Regions from separate parts of the Mus musculus genome. Here all the other regions are linked to region 2. A link is a contact called in public HiChIP or PLAC-seq data. All regions are on one chromosome and are shown on one strand. The core of a region is the stretch at or near the end of the contact, and the rest is flanking DNA. Distances in the headings are between cores, read along the strand shown.

Region 1 (3,201 bases), core at 97-2,596, 190 kb before region 2:
GTAACGGTAACCAGCTTGGATGCACCCTGAAGACATTATGCTAAGTGAAAGGAACAAGACATGGAAGTCTTCATGTGTAGCTCTACTTCCGTGAAATATCCAGAATCGGCCATGGAAACATGAATAAAATTAGAGGTTGCCAAGGGATTAGGGGATGGAGAATGAAGTATGGTTCCTTAATAGGTATATGGGGTTTCCTTTGGGGGAGGTGAAAACATGTTGTCACTAGGTAATGCTGGTATTAGATGGTATAGGTTTATTCAGTGTACAATGATGGGTTTCATCCAGGTGTGGTAGTACACACCTACAGTCCCACCATTCAAGGGCAGAGGTAGGAAGATCAGGAGTCAAGACTAATCTGAGCTGCATAACAACACTGTCTCAATAAAGCAGTAAAGAAATAAACATTAGGTTTTGTGCTATGAAGACTTCATGGCCAAATGCCACCTGCTGAATCTTGAGTCCCTTCCTTACATCTATGCCGCTAACTCCGCCCACTCCTGCTGCAGACTTCCTGAACCCAGGCTGGCTCTGGGAGCCTTGTGCTACCTCTCAGTACACGGCCACATGCAAAAAGGACTCCCCATCCAAGAGGTAGAGCTCATGATTTCTGAGAGAAGTCTCACCTGCTTTCTCATTCTTCTGACCAGACTACTTCCAGTCGGTGCCCCAAAATGAAACATTTGTACTGCCCAAGTTCTCACTCTGGCAGCCTGTCATCTATAGAAATATCCTTTAAGAAGTAGTTCCAGCCTTCCCTTTGGAGGACACTTCCTCCTCCCACAGACTTGAGGGGAACTCTCCCCTTGAGTGGAACTTATGTCCAGACATCAGTTAAAGAGATGGATGCCATGACACAATCATGTTAGCATCTCCAGCTCTTTGGTCAGATGGGAAGGACCCTGGCTCACCCAGCACTGCATTGGACTGCCAAAGCTCTTGCTCACAGGGGTTGCTTGGCAAATGCATGTCGAAGGTACCCCATCATTTCTGAGGCTCTCTGATTCTAAGCACAGCAATGGGAAGCTATTGAGTGAGTTGACACAGGCGAGTTTTAGCAAGTGTTGCCCAGCTGACAGAGGAAGTGGAAAGGGTTGCCCACAGCAATCCATTCCATGCTGCTATATCTGCTCCTGGTGGGCAAAGAGAAAGGCAGTACCCAGAGTCAGGGCTTCTCTGTGCTGTGTGAATGGAGCATCTTAGTTTTGGAAATCTGATCAAACTCCTGCCAGAGTCGAGATACACAGCTCTGAAGGGGCAGGGGCTGGAGTCCAGCACAGGGCAGAACCAAATCTTGCTCCATTTTCCTCCACAGTGTTGGGTGCTACTCTTTCTGCTTTTCTGACTATGAAATTAGTCATTTTCTAGGAAGCTTATTTATAGAGTCCACTGCATGCATGCAGCGCTGAGCTATTCTGAATGTGGCTGGGGTGTGAAAGCAGGTGTGAGTCACTTGTGGGTCCCCATCCAGATACCTTGCTTATCTTTCTGCCTAACATCGTCGTCCACTGACTCGGGTTACCTTCTATCTAGGGGTGCTCTTATAGTAAAGCAAGTTCAGGGTTGAGAGGCTGTTCGCAAACCCAACTCCCACGGCCCCCACTTTTGCATTCAAATGTGCACACACACACACACACACACACACACATATATATATATATATATATATATATATATATATATATAGCATCATCATCATCACTAACAAAGGAATTAGAATGGCACAGCAGTAAGAGCTTTAGCTTGGAGTTCTCCAGTGTAACTTCAAGCCCAGCTTCACTCTGATGAGACCTTGGGCAAGTCACATAAACTACTAAGCTTTGTTTGATGAACATTATTTCCTGGAGTCATGGTAAGGACTGTGTTTCAGAGTCTCTGGAAGGTAAACCAGTCTTGTGGAGGGGGAAGAGGAGGAAGAGGAGGAGAAGGAGGAGGAGGAAGATGAGGAGGAGGAGGAGGTGGTGGTGGTGGCTGTGGTGATGATGAGATTACACAGGAGACACCTGCAAAATCCAGCCCCTCTTCTACAGCTTGACGCCATAGGGGCTGTTCTTTCCCATGGGTCCTCCTGATGAAGTGGAGCGAATCAAAGGGATACTGAAGGGGCAGCTCTTCGTCTTTGCTAACGGCTGGGGCTCAATCCTGGACCACCAACTTCTCCTAACAATTTCTCTCCCACTACAGGAGTGAGAGAGAGAGCCAGGCTGCTGATGACTCCGAGGGAGGAACCCTGGACATGTGCTGTAGTGAGAGGCTGTTGGGTAAGTGTCCTCCACACTCCTATGACTCAAGAACTCAAAGTTGGGGAAGAAGGTACCACTTGACACAGAACCAGAGACCTGGCTGACTGTGAACTTGCTGTTCCAAGGTATCTGTATAGATGGGGATTTGTTGCTCAAACCCTGAGTGTCTTTCTGACCTAGTATCCTTTGGGGCAGCTCTGCCTCCTCTGGGAAGAAGAGCAGACAGCTGAAGATGTGCTTAGGGGTAAAAAGGAAGAGAGTAGGCCAGGGAGCCCAGCACAGAGAGCCGCTGATCAGTGATGTGTCAGTGAAGGCCTCGGGAGCAGTGGAGAAGATTTTAAACCAGATGCTATGGTCTGAGCTGAGGGTGGCCAAGCAGCATGCAGAGCTGCCTGTCAGTCCTGCAGAGAAGCCTGGTTAGAAATCAGAACCTGCCTTTGGAGTGCAAGTGACCACACATGCAGGAGTCTGCCCACCTGTTCAAACCCCTGTCGTAGCTGTCACCATGGAGACAGCCAGGGCACTGTGCCCATGGGGTGGCAGCATGGCACACCAGTAGGAGACCACATCCCTGGTCAAGGTAAACTGCATTCAAAGGAAAGGAGTAGAGAAGACAGAAGGTGGTTTTATTCCCTTTTTATATGTTTTAATTATTTTCCTCATAACAAGCGTCCGTTGCGGCAATGTTACAAAATAAAGGCAGGCGAAACCGATGAAAACTTGCCATACCTTTGTCAGCCTACGTTTTCATATCCTCCGCCCAAATGTTTGTTTCAAAAATAGCCTTTTGAATTCTAACTTTGAAGCCGCAAACCTGTGGTGTCTGAGAAACCTCATGATCGTGCAAGGTAAGACGTTCTAAAATGCAGTCTCTGTGTGACATTTAAGATTGGCATTGAAAAGAAACAAATATGACTCTGAAGTAGTGACTTCAAAATAAGCAATGACAGCATCCGCT
Region 2 (3,240 bases), core at 29-2,528:
TATGTCGCTTTTTATTTTAAAGATTATTTTACCAGCATGAGTGTTTTGCCTGCACTGGATGTGTGTGTACCATCTGCATTCCTGGTGCCCATGGAGGCTATCAGGAGTCCCTGTAACTGAGAACCTAACCCTAACCCTCTGCAAGGGCAACAAGTACTCTTTACTGCTGAGCTATCCCTTCAGCCCCTCTAACAAGCATTTATTGGAAATAGAAACTCAATTGAGATTGAGTATCACCTCTTGTATTCTACAAGGCAATTAAGATCTGAAAATTGGGCTGGTGATGAGGCCAGCCTGTCTCCATTTTTAGGCTTGAAAGCCATCAGCATCGTTCCTGTTTATGATTAAATCTGTTTCTCAAGGGTTTGGGCTATGCCCCACCTGTAACCTTATCTTCAAATGTTTCTATACGGCACCCAATGCCTTTGTTTCAAAAGGTTATTATGACCACCTGTCCTTATAACCACCTGTCATGGTCACTTTGTCATGAGTACCTTGTTAAGACCCCCTTGCAACCACGTCTTTGTTTCACAAGATGTGTTATGGCCATTTTGTTCTGTTCCTGTAACCCGCCTATGTACCTGCCAAATCACCCATTTGGAAACTCCCTACCCCTGAGCTATAAGACCAATTTTCTAGCCTATGTCCAAAGCTGACTTCCTGTACACAAATTAAAAGGTTTTAATTAATTGCTTGCTTTAATTAATTTGGCTATGATGATTTGGGTCCATGATCTTGCTCCTTGCCTTTTTGGGATTAACACTGGAGAGGCTTCAAACTCAGAAGTTTGAAGGGGTAAATTCTTTATAATCTGAAAAGAAGCCTGCCCTCAAGCAAGGCAGACTGCGGCCTGTCTAATCTTTATGTGGGCACACTGGAATTGTTAGGGGAAAGTATCCAGAGGAGAAAATTACCGCATAGCTTCCTAACGGGGGAAAAAAAATCTCCTTTGCCCTTGCGAACTTGACATGAAGGGCTTTCGAGCGTTTAAACTGCAGTAACAAAAACGGATGTGATAATCAGAGGTGCCTCGGGCGCAGTCACCTAAAAGTGTCTAGAGTGTCCACGAGCTAGTTCTGTGAGCGACGCGAGCCCAGGACCTTCCGAGCCGCAGCGGGTGGCAAGGCTCGCGAGAGGGCCGGGACTTCGGGACCGCGAAAGGCTTGCAAACAACCGCACCACGGGCACCCGTGGACCGGACCTGATCTCTCGCCCGACTTCGCACCGCAGACCAGCGGCCCCGGAAGTGACGCGCGGGAAGCGGAAGCACAACGTGCCGGCTTCCTGCTTCGCAGGGGCGGGGCGGCGGCGGCGGCGATTGTCTGGCGGCCTGGGGCGGCCCCGTGGCGCCTACCCTCTGCCTGTGGGGACGGAGGAGCGCGCCATGGCGGTGTCCGAGAGTCAGCTGAAGAAGATGATGTCCAAGGTGAGCCCGCGCCCTACGGGGCGGCCCCGCGGGCTGGGCTAGGCCGCCTTCCCTCTGCGGAGCGGCCCTTCCCGCCTTCGCCTCCATAAACAAAAGCGGGGTCGTGCCTGGCGCGGCCGCTGCTGTCTGCCCGGCGCTGCTGACGGTCCCCGCCGGCCGGAGCCCGGCCCTGCTCAGAACCAGTCCCCGCGCGCCTCTCCCCGGCCCAACCCGGCACATCCCACCGGAGCTCGGGAACTCTTGGTGCAATTGGTTCGCTGAAGTAGAGCAGCCAGAAAATCGAGCTTGGCAGCCCTTCCCCGCTCCAGAGAACTCTGCAGTTGCATTCCATTGTTTGCATTAACTGTGATTAACGCAGTTGTTTGCTTGTTTACTTTGAGTTGAACTTAAAAATTCTTACTGCTTGACTGGTTGTGGGTTTTTTTTTTTTCCTCTCACTTTTTAAAAGGCCTTTTGGATATTTTGCACATTAGCTACTTAGTACTTAATACTGCGCATCGGACTCCAGAATGCCTTGCTTTTTGTAATTTACCAAATTTAATTGGAATGAAATTTATGTAACGTAGTTGAGCCCTAACTCCTTTAGTCATTGAAGTTGACTTTGATGCTCTTATCAGAGCAATAATAGAGATCGTGGGGTTAAGAAGTTTCTAGTTTACAAGGAAACACGAATACGCTGGGCGTGGTGGCACAGGCCTTTAATTCCAGCGCTCTGTAGGCAGTTGACGACAGATCAGGACAGATTGTGAGTTCCAGACCAGCCAGGGATACACAGTGAGACCGCATTTCAAAACATAAAATTTTTCTTTTCTTTTTTTCTTCTTTTTTTATTCTTTGTAAAACTAGATCTTTTTTAGTAAAGTCATTTCCCTGAGTCCTTGAAGACCAAACCTCTTGTCTCTTGGTTGTCTAACCATTTAATCTTTTAGGCTTCCTTTTTTTTTTTTTTTTTTTCCCTGTAGTTATCTGTAATGACACAGGGGTCTGGGGGAATGTACGAGGTCCCGGTAAAGGTCGATATAGTACTGTTTTACCTTCAAATCATTTGTTTTTCAAAGCCTCAATTAAGCTTTTAGAAGATGTAGCCCATTAACTTCATCTGATTGGGGATCTCTGTCCTTATCAAGACATTCTGGCTCACCCAGAGAGAGAGACAGACAGTTTTGGTGTTTTAACCTCGCTTCAGATCATTTTTCTCCTTTGAACATCATCTTATCTCCCATCCTAAGCAGACTTTTTTAGCACCATTTTTGGTTGTGATTTTTACCAATTAAGTATATTTCTACAGTTAGTCTATCGTTCTTTATGCAAATAACTCTCTACTTTGTTCATACCAGTAACCTGTTTTTTACATACAATGTTTTACAATAGAAGATGAGTCACTACTAACTGGGGAGGAGAAAGTGGTCATAATAAAAGTTGTTATTGAGTTTGAACTGGTGCCATACATGTTTATGGGTTGGGAGGCAAAGGGAGGTATATCTCTTGAGTTTGAGGCCAGCTTGGTCTTCATAGTGAGACCCTGTCTCCAAAACACAAGCTGCTATTGTTCCATAAATTGTAGGGATCTGACAGTGGGATCAACCAGACTAAAACCTGTACTTCTGAGCTTGATTACGTGGAAGCCACTATCAAAGTCATGGCAATAGCATTGGGAAGTTGACAACAGCTTTGGAAAGTAAAGCGAGAAGAGATGGTGGTGGCAGTGACAGTGCTGAGGCTGTGGCTTTCTTTTGCATGGTAAGGGGAGGGCTTTGTGAGAAGTCTATTTGACCAGAAACCTGAGCATAGAAGGAAATGAGCTCTGGAACAGT
Region 3 (3,184 bases), core at 16-2,515, 240 kb before region 2:
TAAATGGGAAATGCTGTCTTTATTCTAACCAGCCAACAATAGTGTGGGGGAGATGCCAAGAAGTTATTAAAGGAGTAAGGCTAAAGGTACACGAGAGTCAGTGGAATGCAATGGAGGTGATTCAGCAGGGGCATCCACCCATTTCTTCAACACGGATTCACAAGGTGTGAAGAAGGGGAGGACGGGGGAATGAAGTAGACTGCAGTAGAAAGGACCAATTATTAAACACTGATTTATTAGTGATTTACTTAATGCACTACTCGTATGGCCTATCTGCTAAGCATGACTTTATTTGCTATTTATAGTGGGTTGGACTAATGTTGCTTGTATTCTAATGCTAATTTGCACCCCCCCAAAACTGTTTGCCCCAAAGAGAGTCCTCACATAAGACATGAAAGAACCCTACCCCAGTTGATTCTGATTGGTAAATAAAGATGCTGCCAGCCAGTAGCTGGGAAGAAGAGACACAGGCGGGGTAAAGGAGAGAAGGAGAGAAGCTGCTATGGAATAGAAGAAGAATGTGCAGGAGAGGAAAAAGGAGAGCCACCACGGGTTAGCTGAGCCATAATAATGTGGACATGTGGGCTGGCCAGTTGGAGCTAAGAGCAGTCCAGATGGAACAGTAAGTAATAACCTGGTTTATTGATAGAAAGGGTGATTCTAACAGCATGGAGGATAGGCAGCTGCCCAGCTATTGTGCTGCCTAAGGCATATTTAAAAATATAAAGGCTGTGTGTTTTTTTCATCCAAGAACATAAATGATCCAAGGTGGGTAGAAACCCCATGACAGGGTTTGTTTTTTGTTGTTGGTTTTGGTTTGTTTGTTGTTTTTTTTTTTTTTAATATTTATTACTACAGGATCAGAATGACCTGGAAAAACAGCTAAAACAATGGGTCGGTGCCCTTCACAACCTGCTGGCAGCCACACCCCTCAGTGTGGTTTTAGAGTATAACATGAGAATACAAACTGGGCCTGGCATTGAAGTCCAGGAGCTTTCAGGAGCTGTCCTGACTTCGGCCCACTGTGACAGTTCCTGTCTTCGACTCTCACTGGTGTCGGAGTACTTATTCCAGAAAGGTTCCCGCGCCAGCCCAGCCCAGTCTGCGGATCACGATCCTCTGTAGTTCCCAGTGGACTCCATTGCCTGCAGTGCTGGTCTCCCTCATCTGTGGCTTGCTTTAGAATTGGCTGGTCACGGATTGTATGGATTGTATGAGCTTCAGTGTCCTCCTAGCCGCTCCATCCGGTTACACTCTGTGCAGTTAACAGCTGCACCAACCCTAGCATTTACTTCCTCATTGCTTCGGTTAGCAGCAGCCACAGTGACAGACCCTCCAGGTGGCTCCCCAAAATGCCCAACAGAATGTGAATGAATGCCCCCCCCCCCTGTGAATGAACGAGGGGGGAACTCTTCATCCAGGAACCAAGGAAAAGGTCAAGAAGCAGACTGGACCAGTGAAGAGCCTCTACCTCCCCCCACTAGATATGTCTTTAACAGTTAACACTGTGATATTTGTTTTTCGGTCTGGCTTATTTTGCTTAATATAATGATTTCCAGCTCCATCTAGTTTCCTGCAAATGTCGTGATTTCGTTCTTCTTTACAAATAATAAATGAAATATGTATGGAAGCAGAAGCGGGTGCTGATTGAAAAGGAAGAAGGAACCCAGAACAGTGGGAGGAAGTACAGTCACAACCTTACAGGGAAAGCTACAGCTTTAAGTCATTCAGAGCATAACATAAATAAATACATACATGCATACATACATACATGCATACATGCATACATACATACATACATGCATAGATAGATAGATAGATAGATAGATAGATAGATAGATAGATAGGTAGGTAGATAGACAGACAGACAGACAGACAGACAGACAGACAGATAACAGTAAAATAAGCCAGGTACAGCGTTATACCAACAATCCTAGCACTTGGAAGGCAAAGGCTGGAGCACGTAAGTTCAAGCCCAGCCTGAGCTACATAGTGAATATTACTGCACCAAGTAAAAGGTGTCGAATTCACAGTAAGAAACCTTTCTACAGAGAAAGGCCATGGCCCAGGATGACTTCACTGAGGAATTGCATCAGCATTTAAGGAGCAGAGAAGGCTACTGACTCGAATATATTTCAGGTAATGTAAGAAATGGGAACACTTTCAAATCCATTGTGTGTAATCAGTACTGCCACGATGCCAAAATCAGGAAAAATACAATGAATCCAAACCTCAAAGTCACTAGGAAGGGAGGGAGGAAGAGAGGGAGGGGGAAGGAAGAGAGGGAGGGGGGAAGAAAGAGAGGGAGGAGGGAGGGAGGGAGGGAGAAAAGGGGAAGGGAAGAAGGGAGGGAGGGAGGGGAGGGGAATGGAGGGGAGGGGAGGGAGGGCGGGAAGGAAGGGAGGGAGGAAGAGAGAGAAGGGGAAGGGAGTGAGAGAGGGAGGGAGGGAGGGAGGGAGGGGGGAGGGGAGGGAAGGGAGGGAGGGAGGGGAGGGGAAGGGAGGAAGGGAGGGAAGGAAGAAGGAAGAGAGGGAGGGGGAAGGAAGAGAAGGAGGGAGGAGGGAGAGAGAGAAGGGGGAGGGAGGGAGGGAGGGAGGGAGGGAGGGAGGGAGGGAGGGAGGGGAGGGAGGGGAGGGGAAGGGAGGAAGGGAGGGGAGGGGAAGGGAGGAAGGGAGGGAAGGAAGAAGGAAGAGAGGGAGGGGGAAGGAAGAGAAGGAGGGAGGAGGGAGAGAGAGAAGGGGGGAGGGAGGGAGGGAGGAAGGGAGGGAGGGAGGAGGGAGGGAGGGAGGGAGGTGGGAGAAGGGAGGGAGGGAGGGAGGGAGGGAGGGAGGGAGGGAGGGAGGGAGGTGGGAGAAGGGAGGGAGGGAGGATTCAAATGTTTCTTAAGGCCAGATTGGGCTGATTGTTTACTGTTAATAAGGAAATAGCTCATCTTATCCAGGCTTTCTGACATGTTTACACTTAGGTAAGTCTTTATATTTTTCTAAGATCTTTCACATCAATACCCAAATCTTAAAACCTTAATTATTGTTTCCCTACTCCTGGTTGGTAATACAAGTGAACATGTTTCCAGAGTCCCTAAAGCTTGCTCTACTCCAAAGTATGCAATTCTAAGGCCAGACAGATGGCTGAGCAGTGAAGAGCACTTATGGCTCTTGCAAAGGACCTAGTTTTACTTCCCAGC

The links. HiChIP or PLAC-seq counts read pairs in DNA pulled down with a chosen protein or histone mark.
Region 1: a FOXA1 HiChIP or PLAC-seq map of pancreatic cancer cells shows a contact between it and region 2. The contact joins the enhancer-like site here to the promoter of Tsg101 in region 2. A contact is called at or near these places in 2 of 39 promoter capture datasets (cranial neural crest and pre-B cells), 2 of 115 datasets of contacts at active chromatin or transcription factors (CD8 T cells and pancreatic cancer cells) and 3 of 9 other capture datasets (adipose tissue, liver and pancreatic islet).
Region 3: a contact with region 2 is called in an H3K4me3 HiChIP or PLAC-seq map of bone marrow-derived macrophages, with 2.8 times the contacts expected there. The contact joins the enhancer-like site here to the promoter of Tsg101 in region 2. A contact is called at or near these places in 16 of 39 promoter capture datasets (the 3T3-L1 cell line, the C10 cell line, the HPC-7 cell line and 11 more), 6 of 115 datasets of contacts at active chromatin or transcription factors (bone marrow-derived macrophages, embryonic stem cells, large pre-B cells and 1 more) and 3 of 9 other capture datasets (adipose tissue, liver and macrophages).

Annotation. Positions count from the first base shown.
Region 1 is chr7:47,111,781-47,114,981 of GRCm38.p6, reverse strand. Ptpn5 (protein tyrosine phosphatase, non-receptor type 5) reads left to right here. Exons shown (of 14, transcript NM_001163565.1): 2 at 2,185-2,261. The coding sequence starts at 2,237. Gm14377 (a long non-coding RNA gene) reads right to left here. Exons shown (of 4, transcript XR_003946769.1): 4 at 1,914-3,201. Among named protein-coding and RNA genes, the nearest start is that of Gm14377, 18 kb to the right of the region's middle. Within about 2 kb of position 1,346, at least 38 of the 459 cell types and tissues checked have an H3K27ac peak or open chromatin away from gene starts, as enhancers often do. A contact at or near this core is called in CD8 T cells and pancreatic cancer cells, where this site is marked.
Region 2 is chr7:46,918,007-46,921,246 of GRCm38.p6, reverse strand. Tsg101 (tumor susceptibility gene 101) reads left to right here and starts at 1,278. Exons shown (of 10, transcript NM_021884.4): 1 at 1,278-1,426. The coding sequence starts at 1,385.
Region 3 is chr7:47,156,027-47,159,210 of GRCm38.p6, reverse strand. No RefSeq gene overlaps it. Among named protein-coding and RNA genes, the nearest start is that of Ptpn5, 25 kb to the right of the region's middle. Within about 2 kb of position 1,265, at least 32 of the 459 cell types and tissues checked have an H3K27ac peak or open chromatin away from gene starts, as enhancers often do. A contact at or near this core is called in bone marrow-derived macrophages and pre-B cells, where this site is marked.